Regions from separate parts of the Ovis aries genome. Here region 2 is linked to region 1. A link is a contact called in public Hi-C data. All regions are on one chromosome and are shown on one strand. Each heading gives the region's core, a stretch centred on a gene start, on an enhancer-like site or on the middle of the called end of the contact. The rest is flanking DNA. Distances are from core to core; before and after follow the strand shown. Region 1 holds the start of BECN1 (beclin 1). Region 2 holds the start of MLX (MAX dimerization protein MLX).

Region 1 (3,034 bases), core at 432-2,931:
TTAAGACTCTGAGTTTCCACTACAGGGGGCAGAGATTCCATCCGTGGCTGGGGATCTAAGATCCCACATGCCATGGGGTGCAGGCAAAAAAAAAAAAAATCGTGACAATTAAAAATTGTCAATGTATGAAAATTTACCTTTAAAAAAAAAAGAGGTAAAGAGCAAAATACCTGAGTGGATATGGGAGGTGAATGTAGGTATAGAGGAAACAAGAATGATTGAATGTAGCTAACTGTTGAAGCTGAATGATGGACACAAGGGAGTTCACTATGCTATTCTCTTGACTGTATGTTTGAAATTTTCCATATTAAAAATTTCCCATATTAAACAGTTAATTCCCCTCAGAAAAGAGAAATCAGGTATTGATAATAATTGTTAATATTTGCTGAGTACTTTTCCCTGGCATATTCTGAAGTATTTATGGTCTCTGTCACATTTGATTTTTACAACCACCTTGAGGTTGTTTTACATTTTACAGATAAAGGAAATAAAAAAATTGGGGCTTAGAAACTAAAAATTGGGTGAAGTAACTTGCAAAAAGTCATTCTGCTAGTAAATGATAGCCAGAATTTAAATTCAAGCAGAGTGACTCTAGGTCCATGAGCTTATTTTAACTGTTTATTCAGTCTTTTCCTTTTTCCTAGCTTCATCTCACTTCTTGAGAATTTGGGACTCTATTCCTCTATTTTCCTCTACTTATCAACTATTGGCTTCTGGGTAAATCATTTAACCTGACTGAGCTTCAACTCCTCATGGATGAAATGATAAATTTTTACTACTCCTACGCATAGGGGAGTAAAACTGAACTACTCCATAGAGGTTAAAGTAACACATGTAATGCACTTGGTATATGGCAAGTCCCCCACAATTGCTGTTTATTTTTATATACATATAATCCTTTACTCTGAAACAGCGGGAGCAGAAAACTAAGGACCTTTCCTTGTTATAGAAAGCTCTCAGAAGCACAGAGTGTCAGAACTCTTTTATGTTCTCGATAAGAAAACAAGGAACCAGAAAGATGAAGCAACTTTCGAGGCTCACAAGGTTTGTGGCAGGCTATGTATAGTCCTTAAGACCTTCATCTCCAAAGCTGCCCACTTTGAACGATCTTGATCACCCTCTTTCCAAAGGCCTCGCTGACCTGTGAGCTCCTGGATGGTGACACGGTCCAGGATCTTGAAGCTCGTGTCCAGTTTCAGAGGCTGGCTGCAGCGCTGACACACGAAGCTCACCTGCATGGTGCTGCTGGATGTCTTAGACCCCTCCATCCCTGCGGCGGTGGAAAGGAGACGACGTTAGGAAGAACAGGCGCCCTTGAACCCCGGGTTCGGAGCTACCACCTGACTTGCTGTTGTGGTGAAGGGGTAAAAATCCCCGCCTGCACCTTTCCCTGTAGGAACGGTAGGATACCAAGCGGACCTGCTTCCGGGGCTGACCCGGCAAAGGCAGTTTACAGCCCAAAGTCAGGGAGGGTCTGCAATAGGGGCTGTCAGGGTTCCCAGGTCCCCTTCGATAGTAGCCGTTCAGCCCCCAACGCTTTTCACCTCGGGACCCGGAGCCCGCCACCCTGATCCGGTCTACCGCGGGGGTACCGCGGCTTCGGGTCTGTCTGCGAGGGGGACTTCCAAGACTGCCATCGCCCAGCCTTCAGCTACTTCCCGGTCCGCCGGGGGAGGACTTCCGCCGGGACCGGACTTGACGTCACGATGACTGCCGCGCCTCAGGGCGTCAGTCATGGTCGACCCGCTTTCGCCTAGCTGCGACCTCTAGAGGCTGAGCTGGGAAAGGCGGCAGGCGTCGGCCTGGGGGCTGGTGTTGCGAGCGGAAGTGGCCCGACCGAGTTGGGAGCGAGTCGCTAAAGAGTCCGATACAATTTAGCGAATAAACAAACAACCCCTGGACACGCCACCATTTTCTAACTCAGTGACTTTTCTTCAGATTTGTCACTTCTTAGCGGAGCCACTTTCGTTATTCACTACGGTATCAATTTTTAAAATTTCTCATTGGGAGAACTGGGCGTTTTTTTTGAAACGCTGACAAAGAGGTAGACACTTGGAAGGGCAAGTGAGGGGGTAAACCTTGTTGTGTTTCATTGTATAAAGTTTCAGTTATGATAAGGGAAAGTCCAACACTTTAGATATTGGAATATAAAGTTATGAAACTAAAACATTTTTGTGTTGGTGCAGGAGTACCCATGGAAGAGAATAAAGTTAAAAAATAGACCATGTATGGGGGGCGGGGTGGATTTAGTGGGTGATAAAGCTAATATTTAAAGTTAGTGGGGAAGTGATCTACTTAATAAGTGATGAGTGGGACCAAAGAGCCATTTATTTATTTATTTATTTTAATTTTAAAATCTTTAATTCTTACATGCGTTCCCAAACATGACCCCCCCTCCCACCTCCCTCCCCACAACATCTCTCTGGGTCATCCCCATGCACCAGCCCCAAGCATGCTGCACCCTACGTCAGACATGGACTGGCGATTCAATTCTTACATGATAGTATGCATGTTAGAATTCCCATTCTCCCAAATCATCCCACCCTCTCCCTCTCCCTCTGAGTCCAAAAGTCCGTCATACACATCTGTGTCTTTTTTCCTGTCTTGCATACAGGGTCGTCATTGCCATCTTCCTAAATTCCATATATATGTGTTAGTATACTGTATTGGTGTTTTTCTTTCTGGCTTACTTCACTCTGTATAATTGGCTCCAGTTTCATCCATCTCATCAGAACTGATTCAAATGAATTCTTTTTAACGGCTGAGTAATACTCCATTGTGTACAAAGAGCCATTTAAATGGTAGTGAGCTCAATCTTCTACTCACTGTTTACACCAAAAGAAGTTCCAAGTTAGTCACAAATTTAAGCGTCAAAAATACAATTGGGAATTCCCTGGCAGTCCAGTCGTTAGCACTATAAGCTTTCATTGGTGAGGGCGCCAGTTCAGTCCCTGATAGGGGAACTAAAAATCCCACAAGCCGTGTGGCAAAAAATAAAACAATGGTTAAAGGTACTATATGAAAGCATGAGTGA
Region 2 (3,358 bases), core at 599-3,098, 200 kb before region 1:
ATCTCTGGGGGAAGGTGAACTTGGTCCACCCCTTCCATTCCCTTCCTTAGAAGCAGCTGAAGATACTCACGGACATTATGTGGCCAGTTATCGCAAAGCTGGCCAGAGAGGAGATGGATCAGGCTATGGCTGAGGGTGAGTGAGCAGCCCAGGGAAACAAGTGGAGAAGATTCTCCCCCCAGAGCTCCCCCACCCTAAATCAGACCATCCACTTTCCCTGGGACTACATTTTCTTGGCTCTATGACTGGTAGCAAGTGGTGGGGTGCTGCTGGCAGTGACTGGGGTCTCCCCACAGGAAAGCGTGTGTGCGTGATTGATGCCGCCATGCTGCTTGAAGCCGGCTGGCAGAACATGGTGCATGAGGTGTGGACGGTTGTCATCCCTGAGACCGAGGTATCTGGATCCCACCCCTACTCCATCACTGTAGCCCGGTTCCTGCCCAGAACCAGTGGGCTGACGAATGCCCTGTCTGCCCAGGCCATACGACGCATCGTGGAGAGGGATGGCCTGAGTGAGGCTGCGGCTCAGAGCAGGCTGCAGAGCCAGATGAGTGGGCAGCAGCTTGTGGATCAGAGCCATGTGGTGCTGAGCACCATGTGGGAGCCGCATGTCACCCAGCGCCAGGTTGGTGCCCAGGAAAAGGCTGGGTTGTGGGAGGGAGTCTCAGTGAATACCCATCTGACCCTGTCCCTGTTTTCTTCCTGACATTCTGGCCCGTCCCAAGGTGGAGAAAGCCTGGGCCCTCCTGCAGAAGCGCATCTCCGAAGCACCATCAGGCCCATGACTGACAGAATTCTCTGTGGGGTCAAAGTGTCCCCTGGAGCTGAGGAGATCCAGCTGTGAGGAGGGATGGAACCTTGAAGCTCACTCTAGCCCGGGCCTAGAGGGCTCTAAGCTAAGCTGGGCAGGGCAGGGCTGGGCCCGCTGGACACAGGAAGCCTACCCAGCTTGCCGGTGTTTGGCCAACACTGAGGATGCAGCTTATGCGGGTGCAGGCCCCTGGTGTTGTTCTAGTCCCGCTCTTGTCCACAGGTCTTTGGTACCCATGCTGGGCTGGGGCCAGGGCAAACACTGGAACTTGTAACAGAATTAAAGGTGAATGTTGCCATGGTATCTGCTTCCTGCTTCAATGACTCTGGGTATCTTTGTGACCCTTGAGCCCCAAGTGCAAGGCCCAGGCCTGAGCTGGAAGCCAGAAGTGCAGTGGTTAAGAATGTGGCTTCTGAAGATAGCCAGACTAAGGCCATCATTGGTCCTGTCACTGGCTAGCTGTGCACTTCTGGATAAGTTCTGGACTTTCCTGGCACCTCAGTTTCCTTAGCTTACAAAGTACCGTAATTTGGCTAACAGGCTCTTTCTTAATTCCACAAGTATCCTGCCAGACTCTGGGCTGGGTATTGGAAGAGCTTCCTTCAACAAGCTACTCGAGCCTCTGGCCTCACAGAGGTTGCATCCGGCAGGGTCGGAAGAGGTGGCCATAAGTGCAGGTCCGGGAAACTCGTTCGGTCCCGGGAGCCCGCTGGGCACGGCGGTGCGCCTGCGCTGCGATATTATGCTGACAAGCCTCTTAAAGGGACCCCGTTTCACGGAATGTGCTTCATGTCGCGGCGGCTGGAACATCTACGCTGAGCAAGAGCAGGGACTAGCAAGGAAGGTGGCCCCGAGGCCACCAGTGTCAGCTCCGACAGCAGGCGGGGCACCACCTAGGCTAGGCTGCAGCCGGGAGTGGGGGTTGTCCTCCGGTGCACGCATGCGCAGCCGCCCCGCCCCCGCCACTGGGCTGCGGGTTGGTGGGTTTGGGTCACGTGAGCGCGCCTCGCCTCTTCCTCCAGGCCCGGGGCCCGCCTGCAGGCAGGTTTCCGGTTCGGTGGGTCGGACATGACGGAACCGGGCGCCTCTCCGGAGGACCCCTGGGTCAAGGCAAGCCCCGTGGGCGCGCACGCCGGCGAGGGGAGGGCGGGTCGGGCTCGAGCACGTAGGGGGTCTGGAAGACTAGGGGACTCCCTGCAGTCCCCAGAGCTACCCCCGCTCCTCGGGCCCTGGGGCTGCAGAGAAGACATCTCTCACCCTGTGTGTGCCAAGGTGGGAAGACAACTGAGGCGTGTGTGCGCGGTTGTGAAGGGACGGGACTGGAGGGCTGGGGGCGTGGAGTGGGCGGACGGGGTCCTGCCGAAGGGCGGCGCTCCCGCGGCCTAGCCGCTCTTGGCTTGGGGGGAGTCCTGCGACTGCCCGCGCACCCCAAGTGTGTACGTATGTGTGTCTGTGTGTGTGTACACGCGTGCAGGGGCGGAGGAGGCCTGACGGGCTTCTCCCTTGTTCGGTGCCGCAGGTGGAGTATGCCTACAGCGACAACAGTCTGGACCCTGGTGAGTGCCTCTCCCACCCTCTTCACTTCTGGAGGGACACTGCACTTCAGCCCGATGGATTCGCGAGGCCTTGGCAGCCACACCTGAGCACAGCCCACCGTCCCTAAGCTGAGCGGGCCTGAGCAGCGAGGGAGGCTCTGGAGGACAGGGGCAGGAAGCATCAAGGGTGACACTTAGTTCCCTCTGCCCTGGAGCAGGGAAGTGATGGAAACAGGGCCAGCCGGTCACTCTCCATCATCACGCCCAGATGCCGCTTTGTGAGCCAGGAGGTATCCGTGCAGGCCTGTGGAGCAGTGTAGACTAGGGACGGGAGCCCTGCGGCATGGCACGACAGGAAGTGGGTGGCCCAGGATGGCTGGCTTTGGGGTTGAAGGAGAGAGGTCAGCATTTAGGGCTCAGGAAGCCATTGGGCCCACAGGTGTCTGAGAGCCTAGCAGAGCCCCTCCCCCTATTCTATTCCTTAGTGATTGGAGCCTCTCTTTTTCCAGGGCTTTTTGTAGAAAGCACCCGCAAGGGGAGTGTAGTGTCCAGAGCTAATAGCATCGGTTCCACCAGTGCCTCTTCTGTCCCCAACACAGGTAGGCGGCAACATCCCCCCACCCGGGGAACCAGATGTGCCTTCATTTTAGTCTTTTTCTTAGACAGGACAGCTCCTGCCTTCCACATGGGGGCGCTGGAACCCTAGTTCTAGACACAGGGTTTCATTCTCACGTCATCTAGGGTATTAGGTTCTCGTATCCATCCGCCATCTCTGGGCACCAGGTTCTTCCCAGCTGGGGAAAGTGGGCTAGCTGGGCCCCACTGGGCACCAGAATGACCTCTTCCTGCCCCCAACCCTGAGCGTAGATGACGAGGACAGCGATTACCACCAGGAATCCTACAAGGAGTCCTACAAGGACCGGCGGCGGCGAGCGCACACTCAGGCCGAGCAGAAGAGGAGGGACGCCATCAAGGTGATTGGGGAGGCCCGCACCTCAGGGAGCGCCTGCAC

Evidence for each region. A called contact is a pair of places that touch in the nucleus more often than the background predicts.
Region 2: a Hi-C map of liver shows a contact between it and region 1, with 4 times the contacts expected there. The contact joins the promoter of MLX here to the promoter of BECN1 in region 1. A contact is called at or near these places in 4 of 16 Hi-C or Micro-C datasets (blood, liver, muscle and 1 more).

What each region holds. Positions count from the first base shown.
Region 1 is chr11:42,580,777-42,583,810 of ARS-UI_Ramb_v3.0, forward strand. It overlaps BECN1 (beclin 1), which reads right to left and starts at 1,682. Exons shown (of 11, transcript XM_060395652.1): 1 at 1,545-1,682; 2 at 1,142-1,270. The coding sequence starts at 1,268.
Region 2 is chr11:42,376,374-42,379,731 of ARS-UI_Ramb_v3.0, forward strand. MLX (MAX dimerization protein MLX) reads left to right here and starts at 1,849. Exons shown (of 7, transcript XM_060395649.1): 1 at 1,849-1,921; 2 at 2,331-2,367; 3 at 2,856-2,945; 4 at 3,214-3,320. The coding sequence starts at 1,880. It overlaps COASY (Coenzyme A synthase), which reads left to right. Exons shown (of 9, transcript XM_060395642.1): 6 at 51-135; 7 at 297-394; 8 at 479-625; 9 at 726-1,114. The coding sequence ends at 785.